Linked DNA regions of Mus musculus: region 1 is linked to region 2. The links are chromatin contacts, called in public HiChIP or PLAC-seq maps. All regions are on one chromosome and are shown on one strand. Each heading gives the region's core, a stretch centred on a gene start, on an enhancer-like site or on the middle of the called end of the contact. The rest is flanking DNA. Distances are from core to core; before and after follow the strand shown. Region 1 overlaps Med13l (mediator complex subunit 13-like). Region 2 has its middle 12 kb from the start of Gm30746.

The links. HiChIP or PLAC-seq counts read pairs in DNA pulled down with a chosen protein or histone mark.
Region 1: a contact with region 2 is called in an H3K27ac HiChIP or PLAC-seq map of extraembryonic endoderm stem cells. The contact joins two enhancer-like sites. A contact is called at or near these places in 1 of 15 datasets of contacts at CTCF or cohesin (embryonic stem cells), 8 of 484 Hi-C or Micro-C datasets (embryonic stem cells, erythroblasts and trophoblast stem cells), 9 of 115 datasets of contacts at active chromatin or transcription factors (embryonic stem cells, epiblast stem cells and extraembryonic endoderm stem cells) and 1 of 9 other capture datasets (embryonic stem cells).

The regions. Positions count from the first base shown.
Region 1 is chr5:118,695,385-118,700,221 of GRCm38.p6, forward strand. All of the region lies in intron 4 of Med13l (mediator complex subunit 13-like), which reads left to right. Among named protein-coding and RNA genes, the nearest start is that of Med13l, 140 kb to the left of the region's middle. Within about 2 kb of position 3,032, at least 2 of the 459 cell types and tissues checked have an H3K27ac peak or open chromatin away from gene starts, as enhancers often do. A contact at or near this core is called in extraembryonic endoderm stem cells, where this site is marked.
Region 2 is chr5:118,447,715-118,452,277 of GRCm38.p6, forward strand. No RefSeq gene overlaps it. Among named protein-coding and RNA genes, the nearest start is that of Gm30746, 12 kb to the right of the region's middle. RefSeq lists cis regulatory regions at 1-4,563, 1-4,563. Within about 2 kb of position 1,622, at least 60 of the 459 cell types and tissues checked have an H3K27ac peak or open chromatin away from gene starts, as enhancers often do. A contact at or near this core is called in extraembryonic endoderm stem cells, where this site is marked.

The DNA of each region.
Region 1 (4,837 bases), core at 1,782-4,281, 250 kb after region 2:
TGGAGGGAATGGCTCAGAGGTTTAGAGCATTGATCAGAGGTCCTGAGTTCAATCCCCAGCAACCACATGGTGGCTCACAACCATCTATAATGGGATCCGATGCCGCCTTCTGGTGTGTCTGAAGACAGCAACAGTGTACTCACAAACATGAAATAAATAAATCTTAAAAAAAGAAAAAGTCATTCTTCCCACCTCACAGACTCCAGGTGAGGATGAAGTTAGTAATAATACCCTGGCAATGCAGCGAGGCTTCCCCGGCTGCTAACGAAACAAGCAGCTCATTCAGTCCTTGGAAGGTCTTTAGCAGTAGGTCATTACACCCCCAATTTGCAGATATTAAAAGTAAAGTAACTGGCTTAAGGCCCCGTAGCTAGTTATGTGGATCTGGAGTTGAAAATGTGGGCCATTCAATGAGTTGGGATTGTAATTGCCTGATTCCTGACGGCTGCTGCACTTCCATGCGTGAGTGCTGCGGTCACTTTGCCTGTTCATATTTTACATGACGTTTGGCAGAGAGACGTAATTATAGTTAAATACACTGGCTACAGAGGTCAGACACCATTCTAAGTGTGTTTTCAATGCATTTCTTTATGTAGATGGCTGCTTGTCTGCATGTCTGTCTGCAGTGTTTACCGCCGGTTACAGGATTTTGTGCAGAAAGTGAGCATTCAACTAAGAGAAAATGCCTTTACACTGTTCTTACATTTTCTTTAAAAATGTGGCAGTATAGGAGTTTCTTAGAAAGGCTTGCTGCCTCTCAAGGTGCACAGGGAACCTGGGTGAGCTGCTGCTCCTCAGGCAGAGCAGTCCACCGATGAGGCTCACCAAGCAGGGGTGAAGGCGACTCCACCGGAGGGAAACACAACTTCACTTTGCCTTCTGCTTGTGCAAGGTGTGAAATGTCTATTCCTTGCACAGCGAGTCCTTTTTCAGATCACAGGCCATTGAAAGAATGGCTTTTACCCCAGCATGGCCTTGGAAAACATTAGTGGGCCACTTAGTGGCATGTGTGTGGTTTGTGCTCTCTGCCTCTGTCGCTCACTGTCTGGGGTAGAGGAGAATCAACGTGGGGCTGTATTGACAGAGCCCAGCATGAAATGAGGTGGCTTTTACAGAGGCGCCTGCACTCTAGCCTCACCTCCCTCTCGCCCACCCCGCAGAGCCCCTTGCCAGGACAGCTGCTGCTCAGGCAGGAGAGAGATCTGAAGCTGCATATCTGTACACTGTAGAACAAAACAACTGCCATTGTTGTACATAGTTCTGTCTCTCATAACTGCCAGAGACACTTTGTATCCATTCTTTATCAGTCCAGGGCTGGCAAGCAGTAGAGGATGGTGCCGTGAGTGGTCAGTGGTCTGATATACTGCCCTTTAGAGATGTAGCAAAGTCAGAGCCACCTCTGATGCTAACTCTTCGATTGGCTAGCCTGGAGGATGTGCTTGCTCCCTGATGGCTGCCGAGCTGTGGAGCACAGGGTGTCGCGTCATAATCCCCCTTTCCCAGATTATAAAGATTCTGTGGACTCTTTATAAGAAGCAAGTCTCCTATCAGTCAGAAGCGATAGTAAATGTTCCACATGAAACACCTCAGCTTAACATAATTTTTGACCTTATCTTGAGGCCATTCTATATAATCAGCATGAGGTTGTGAGACCATGAGTGGAGCGGGAGAGGCGTGGTCCCACCACCCTTGTGACTGCAGTGTAAGAACCTACCACACAGTATGTGTGTTTGGGGACCTTCTATTCATGCATTTCTGCACGTGTATCGGCACAGTTAGAAAAGCCTGGTGTGTGCTTAATGCCAGGCTGTACCTGGACATCAGTGTGATGAGTTCAGTGCCCTGTCAGGGTTGGGGCATGGCTCTGAGGAGGGAAGGTGCTCTTTTGGCAGGCAGCCTGACACTGTAGGATGCCCATGCACACTTTGCTCTGTATCAAATGTTTTGCCTTGCCTGTGTGCCTGAGCAGTCTGTGAGAGACGTGCGTGGTTAGTAATATGCGGCCCTGGGCGCCCCTTTCCATCGAAGGCACCACCAAGCATTTTCCAGAAGTTCTCCTTATCCCAGGATATCAGAGTTCCAAATTATGAGGGATCTCGCTCCTTAACAAGTCTTCCTGTGTGACTTCTGTGTTGTTGTCTTAGTAGTACAGTGATTAGTGGCATTGCCTGTTCCAAAGCCATAGCTTTTAGTAGTTGTTTTTCTTAGAGAGGTGGTGTTAAAAAAGACATTAACTTGATTAGTGTCAGGCCCCATGATGACCACATGTTCCAGTCAGTGAGAGTTTGGAAGTAAGTGGAACAGAACACTACCATCTATACACCAAGGGCCTGTGCTGAGTTTAAATGGCCACCTCCTTTTGCTTCCCTCAAGTCACCCATGGCCTGTCACTCAGTACTGTAATATAGAAAGAAGGTGGCTTGCTGGGCCCCTTTGTGGGTTCCCCAGAAACCAGCACAGATGATGCTCTGGGAGTGGGGGTGGAGTGGGGGAGTTAGGACTAGGTGGAAAGATGGACAGACACCTTAAGTACTATGAACCAGATATAGCATGGTGCTGACCTGACAAGCCCAGGGACTGTTATAGTTCAGAAGGGTCTGCAATTGTCATGGCTGGATCCTGTAGGGCCCCCAGAAACAATCCAGAACACATTTCCAAGACAAACTGCTGCTGCTGCTACCACCACCAATGATGGGGTAGAATATTACTTTGGAAGACAGTAAAAGGCACAAGTGTCCACTTTGCACAAGAGATCTTGCTCATGAATTTGATTGGCTGAGACAAAGCTGCCCTTAAGACTGAGAGTGTTCACCATAACCTGGGCTCCTGTGGAACTTACTCCTCCATTCAACAATATTAAGATCCTGTGTTAAATTTCCCAAGAAAAGGAGGACAGGATGGCTAGACTTTTTCTGAAATTCTGGACCAGAATTGTCTTTCTAGAAACTTTAAGATTAGCAGTGTGCCTCTCAAGGAAAGAGTCCCTCTGCATCTGAGGATGGCCTCCAGGAATGCCATGCAAAACAGAGATTGTATGTTAATGTTTGTCCATGTTAGAGATTACAAAGTAGAAGTCTTGTTGCTAGTTCATGCTCTAGCACATGCTTCTTTGATACTTGTAGTAATCTTTAGCTTCTTTGTTTATATGTAGATGTATGTGTATAAACTTTTCAGTACAGTAATTTTACATCTTTATGTCCAGATATATCTTGGGGAGATAACAGTATGGATAGTATTGTTGGTTAGGGTGATAGAAACAAAAGACATGCCCATGCTCTTGTTTACTGTATGAAGAACACCACCTTCAAACGGAATGCCAATATTTATTTAGTTCTGAGATCAGAGCCAGGGTTTTGCACATGTTGGTTGGGCAGCTGCTCTAAGACAGAGCCACATCCTAACCTCTGCACTGACAGATTCGAGCATGAATCCTAAATTGTAAGTGTACTTTATTCTCTTTTGGTGACTAGAGTTGAATTTTTTAGTAATTAAAACTCTTTCTGGGACTGAAGAGATGGCTCAACAGTTAAGTTAAGCACTGGCTGCATATCCCAAGGACTTGTGCTAAGTTTACAGCATCTACATGGTGGCTCACAACTTAATGTAGCACCAGTTTTAGCCGATCTGATGCTCTTTTCTGGCCTCAGGTACTCCATGTAAGTTCTGCACAGGCATAGCTACAGACAATACTAGACATGATAAATGAATAAATATTTAAAAATATAAAACAGTTTCTTTTAGATATTTTGACATACACACAAACAAACAAAAACAAAACCCAAAAAACCAAGAATCTTACTTTTGAGTGCACTAGGTAGCCCAGTGGTTTTAAAATAAGACCAAAAGTTTACTTTCATTGCCAGTAGTGTGAAAGGGGGAAGTCCTAAGTGTTATTTCTGCCTTTAGGTCTCTGAGAATGCAGCCATAGTCCTGACCTCTGAAGAGAGCTCTCCGTCGGTAGTTGAAGGAAATGGGTATTTTCCCTTGGCTGTTCCCATGTGTGGACCACTTCATACTTATGTTTGAATGGCTGAGGAATACTGACTAGACGAATCACAACCTCTCCTTAGGCATTAGGTGTTCGTCTCCTCTCATAGAGCCTGCTAGGAAGTTCTCCCTGGATCGAATGGTGTTGGGACACCGGTGGTCAGGTCTGCCCTTAGGCCATTCAGCTTTCTCTGGGGATGTGGTCTAGTTAGGAGGGTGGCTGGGACCGGTCTTCATACTGTCTGCACAGAAGGGAATGCTTACTGTGTGAGAAACTAACCTTCATGAGGTTGACCCCACTCCTTCCCGCTTACACACTTACAAGTTGGTGCGCTTACTCTCTAGAGCAGCCATTTCTAAGATCCTGCTTGAAGTAAGAGTTCTGAAGTTACTTACTGGGATTGCTTTGAAGTCTTTTAATTCAAATGTTCTAACATGAACACATCCTCATGCCCCCTGCTCCCGGTCCAAGTTGTCCTGATAGCACTGTAGAAGGGGTAGGGTTAGAACGTCACTGAGGCAGAACCATGCAGTTGGTCGAGTTCTCTGTCTGCTTTCCCTGTGAGCTGTGCAGGAGATTGCATCTGTGCTGTGTGCAGTTTGTCCCCTGCTTGTGCATGTGGCATGTGGGGCTCACACCCAGGAGTAGACTACCAAGCATAGACACATGGTCAGCCGTAGTAGACAGTTACGCAGCTTTGCAAACCAGAGCCCACTGTGGCAGCAGTGTGTGTGATGGCTTTCTTGTGCTTCGCCCTTGGCAGCTCCTGGAATGACTGGTCTTAGCCATTCTGGTATCCAGTGTTTTCCCAGTATGGGTTCAGTTTGAAAGAGTTCCAGCGTGAATGTT
Region 2 (4,563 bases), core at 372-2,871:
CTCTTTGCGTTATAAACTATCCAGCCCAGGGTGTTTCAATATAAACAGACCACAAGGAAAGAGCAAAGCTATCCAATGTGTGCCCTGTGTGGCTCTACTTGGATTCTGTCACTTATCCTGGAGAAAGAATGAAGGATGTGACCAGAGAGTTGAACCCAAACCTTTCCTTTAGCCAGAACACCGCCCCACCCACCCACTATGCAACAACTTTATAAAGGACTACCATGTTATTGGCAGAAAAGCTGAGGGAGAGAATTGAAGCCATCTGGTTACACCAGGCTCTGTGAGTAAAAACTCTACACTGTATTCATTTGGTAGAGAGTTTCAAGAAAAGTCTAGAGATTGACAGGAAATTGTTGAGAATATATGGAGCAACTATTTTGTTGTTGTTGTTGTTGTTTTCCCTTTTTTGACCTTTTTTCTTCGGGCCTAGACATATTCTAAATTTTCTAAGACTGCCCGTCACTTACATAAAATTAAGAGGGACAGGGCTATGGAGATGGCTCAGTGGGTAAAGCCATTGCCATTCAAGCATGAGGACCTGAGTTCGAATCTCCCCGGAACCTATGTAAAGCCAGGTGCTGTAGCCTAAGTCTGGAATCCCAGTTCTCCAATGGGGAAATGAGAGGCACAGGGAACCCCCAAAGCTTGAGGGCCACTAATGAGTGTATGGAATGTGGAACAAGATGGCCTGGTGTCAAATAGGGCAGAAAGTAAGGACCGAACTCCTGAGGTTGTCCTCTGACCCCCATATGCATTATGGTACATGTGTGTACCTCCCCATAAACACACACACACATACAGGCATACACACACATACATACATACACACAAACACACATGCACACTCACACACACATACACCATCCACCAATCAATCAATCAATCAATCAGTCACCCAAACTAACAATCAGGAATCGTTCTTGCTATATCTGGGCGTCTTTTGTTGTGAACCAGACTCTAAGCCAGGGGACATTCCAGCCACAGTCACTATCTATAGTTATTGCAGGCAAAGGACTCCCACCCGTTGGGTCAGCTGAGTTGTGTGTCCCAGCTGACCTCTTTAATGGTGCCACTTGAGGTTTGTGTCATCAAGATAGGCTACCTAAAAGAGGCTTGTCCTGGGGACTTGGGCTGTTTTGTCTCCCGGGGGTTATTTTTATTGGTTTGTAAATTGAACCTTCCCCCTTGGTTGCCTCCTGGAGCTGTGGAGAGGGTGGACTATAGTTGGCCCACGCAAGGGTGGGAGGCACTTGGTCTGGGAAGCCACAGCAGAAGAACAACCAAGTAGAGGCAATGCTGGAGAAGAGGAGGCTGCACCACAGTCAAGCAGAGTGTGAGAACGGAAGGCTGTCTGGAGATGACCCAGCCCAGTGGGTAGAGCTCTTGCTTCACATCTGCAAAGCCCTGTACTATGAGGTCATCCTCAGCTACAGAAAGTTTGAAGCTAGCCTGGGCTACCTGAGATCCAGGATACTACTCCACTCTGTGTGTGTGTGTGTGTGTGTGTGTGTGTGTGTGTGTGTGTGTGTGTGTGTGTTGGAGAGCAGACTCTGGGCTTCCCACGTGGTAGGCAAGCTCTACACCACTGAGACACACCCCAGACACACCCTCATTCCAATCATTCTTTGATCTTGTGGTTTTCTTTATGAGTCGACTTGGCTGGACCACAGTATCTAGCTATTTAGTCCAACCTTATTCTGGATGTTTCTGTGAAGGCATTGTGCATTTGGACTTAGAGGTACAACTCACTGGCAGAGAATTTGCCTAGTATAAAGGTCCCAGGTTTGACATGCAGGACATCCATGACAGGACGGAGCCTCTGAGTGTTCAGAGGACAGATCACAGGAATCTGATGGCCCAAGAGATCAATTTAGATTGACAAACTTGGTGGCAGACACCTTTACCTGCCACAAACCTGACATTTAAATAACAAATGGAGTTTCAGTAAAGCACTCTGTACTTGCGGGGTGGGTCTCATCTTTTTCCTTAGTGGAAAAAGGAAGCCAGGTGTGGTAGAACTGTAATTCTAGCACTAAGAATCTAAGACAGAAGATTGCATCTGAGTTTGAGGCCAGCCTGTGCTATGTAGAAAGACTCTGCCTCAGACAGGAACAGAAACAAAGTACTAGTTCCCTTAAGGAAGACACACACACACACACACACACACACACACACACACACGAGAGAAGAGAGACAGACAGACAGACAGACAGAAAGAAAAGGAGATGGAGAGAAAGAGAAATTTTAAAATATTCTTATTACTTATTTTATGAGTATTGAGTTTTGTCTGTGTGTATGTCTGTACACCACATTTGTGACTGGTGCCCACAAGCTCAGAAGTGGGTGTCAGATCTCCCAGAATTGTAGTTACTATTGTGAGCGGCCATGTGGATGCTGGGAATCACACCGAGATTTTCTGGAAGAACACCAGTGTTCCTCATAGTCCTGAGCCATCCCTCCAGCCAGAATTAAAATATTTTTTAGTTAAATATTTTAAGTAAAATAAAAAAACAGCCTCGGGTGCTGGAGAGCCAGGTTACCTACATACCTCTTATCTGTCATCTGTTTTTCTGTGTGTGTATGTATGTATGTATGTATGTATGTATCTATCTATCTATCTATCTATCTATCATCATCTATGTATCTATGTATCTGTATATCTATATATCTATGTATCTATGTATCTGTGTATCTATGTATCTATTTATCTGTCTATCTATGTATGTGTGTATCTATCTATCTATCTGTCATCTATATCTTTTTCTCTTTGTCTTTCATCTATCTGTCTATCTATCTCTGCCTATCATATATAACAATTTATCTCTCTTTCATGTGCCTGTCTGTCTGTCTATCTATCTAATTCTCAAACCCATGAACCTCTCCCTGCTGGTAATGTCTACTCTTTACTCCTTTTCACAGGGGCGTTCTGCACACATTGGCACCTGCTGGATTCAGAACAGAGACTCACGAGCTTCAAATAAATAAATAAATAAATAAATAAATAAATAAATAAATAAATAAAATAAAAATTGGCAATATCCTGGTAGGTTGGCTTAGGTGCTGTACTGGCTAGTTTTGTGTCAACTTGACACAGCTGGAGTTATCACAGAGAAAGGAGCTTCAGTTGAGGAAATGCCTCCATGAGATCCAACTGTAAGGCATTTTTTCAATTAGTGATCAAGGGGGAAAGGCCCCTTGTGGGTGGGACCATCTCTGGGCTGGTAGTCTTGGTTCTATAAGAGAGCAGGCTGAGCAAGCCAGGGGAAGCAAGCCAGTAAAGAACATCCCTCCATGGCCTCTGTATCAGCTCCTGCTTTCTGACCTGCTTGAGTTCCAGTCCTGACGTCCTTTGGTGATGAACAGCAATGTGGGAAATGTAAGCTGAATAAACCCCTCCCTCCCCAACTTGCTTCTTGGTCATGATGTTTGTGCAGGAATAGAAACCCTGACTAAGACAGGTGCCTTCTGCCATGCTTGATAGCCTGGTGATCCCTGGGATAAGAAAGACAGAACTGTCCTCTGCACGTTGTCTCCTGACATCAGCAATGTGCTGCTCCCCAACAACAAGTACATAAATAATAAAATGAATACTTTTAATTGGAAACTTTGAAGGGAATGGAAGGGTATGGTTGAGCAGCCCCAAGTCCCTGTGTTCGCTCCCCAGTGCTGTAAGTGATTAATCAGTTAATTAAAAATAAGCAAAGGAGGGCAGGGATGAGGCCTCAGGGGTTAAAGCACTTGCCACGGGAGCCTAACGACCCAAGTTCAGACCCCCAGCAGCCACACAAACAGCTGGGTGAACAGATGTGAAGCCAGCTCATAATCCTAGCTGTCAGGAGCAGAGACAGGGGTCCCCATGACAAGCTGGCTGACCAGCCAGGCCAAGTCAGCCAACGCCGAGCCCAGCAGAAGACCTTGCCTTGATGAATAAAAAGTGATCAAGGTAGACAGCCGACGCCAACTTCTGACCTCCACACACTCGTGGACCCATACGTGCATGCAAAACAGATCATAGAAGACACTCGAGTATTCATTCTAACAACACGCGTCAGGCATGTAGCGTGTGTTCACACTTCTACTGCCCACGCTCATGTTCCCACACTCAGAAATGAAATCCTTTGCTTCTTGGCCACTTGATAGGACTACCTTTTCAGGTCTCTGCTGCCAGTGGTACAGGGCCAGGCACACAGTAGGTGCTCATTAAATGCTTGTTAAATGAATGAACAAAAGCTAAGAAGAGTTTTGTTCCCGGCCTGCTTTGTGGTGTTTGTGGCTGGGGGTAAGAACCAATAATAACACAGGAAATTTACACTGGCTGGAAGCTCCTGGACTCCCAGGATCTAGTGACCCAAGGGATTGTTGTTTGTCCACATATTCAAGCTGCAGAGACAAAGCTATAATTTTAACCTGGCCTTGGGACCATGCGTGCCATGCTCTCTGCCCATTCCAGGTATAGGCCAACAAGTAGCAGAGGGACCCAAGAGGAGAAGGAGCCAGAGGTAGAGGTGGGGCTCATTATCAGGGTGCAGAGACCTTGGAGGCACACCCAGCTTTGAGGTA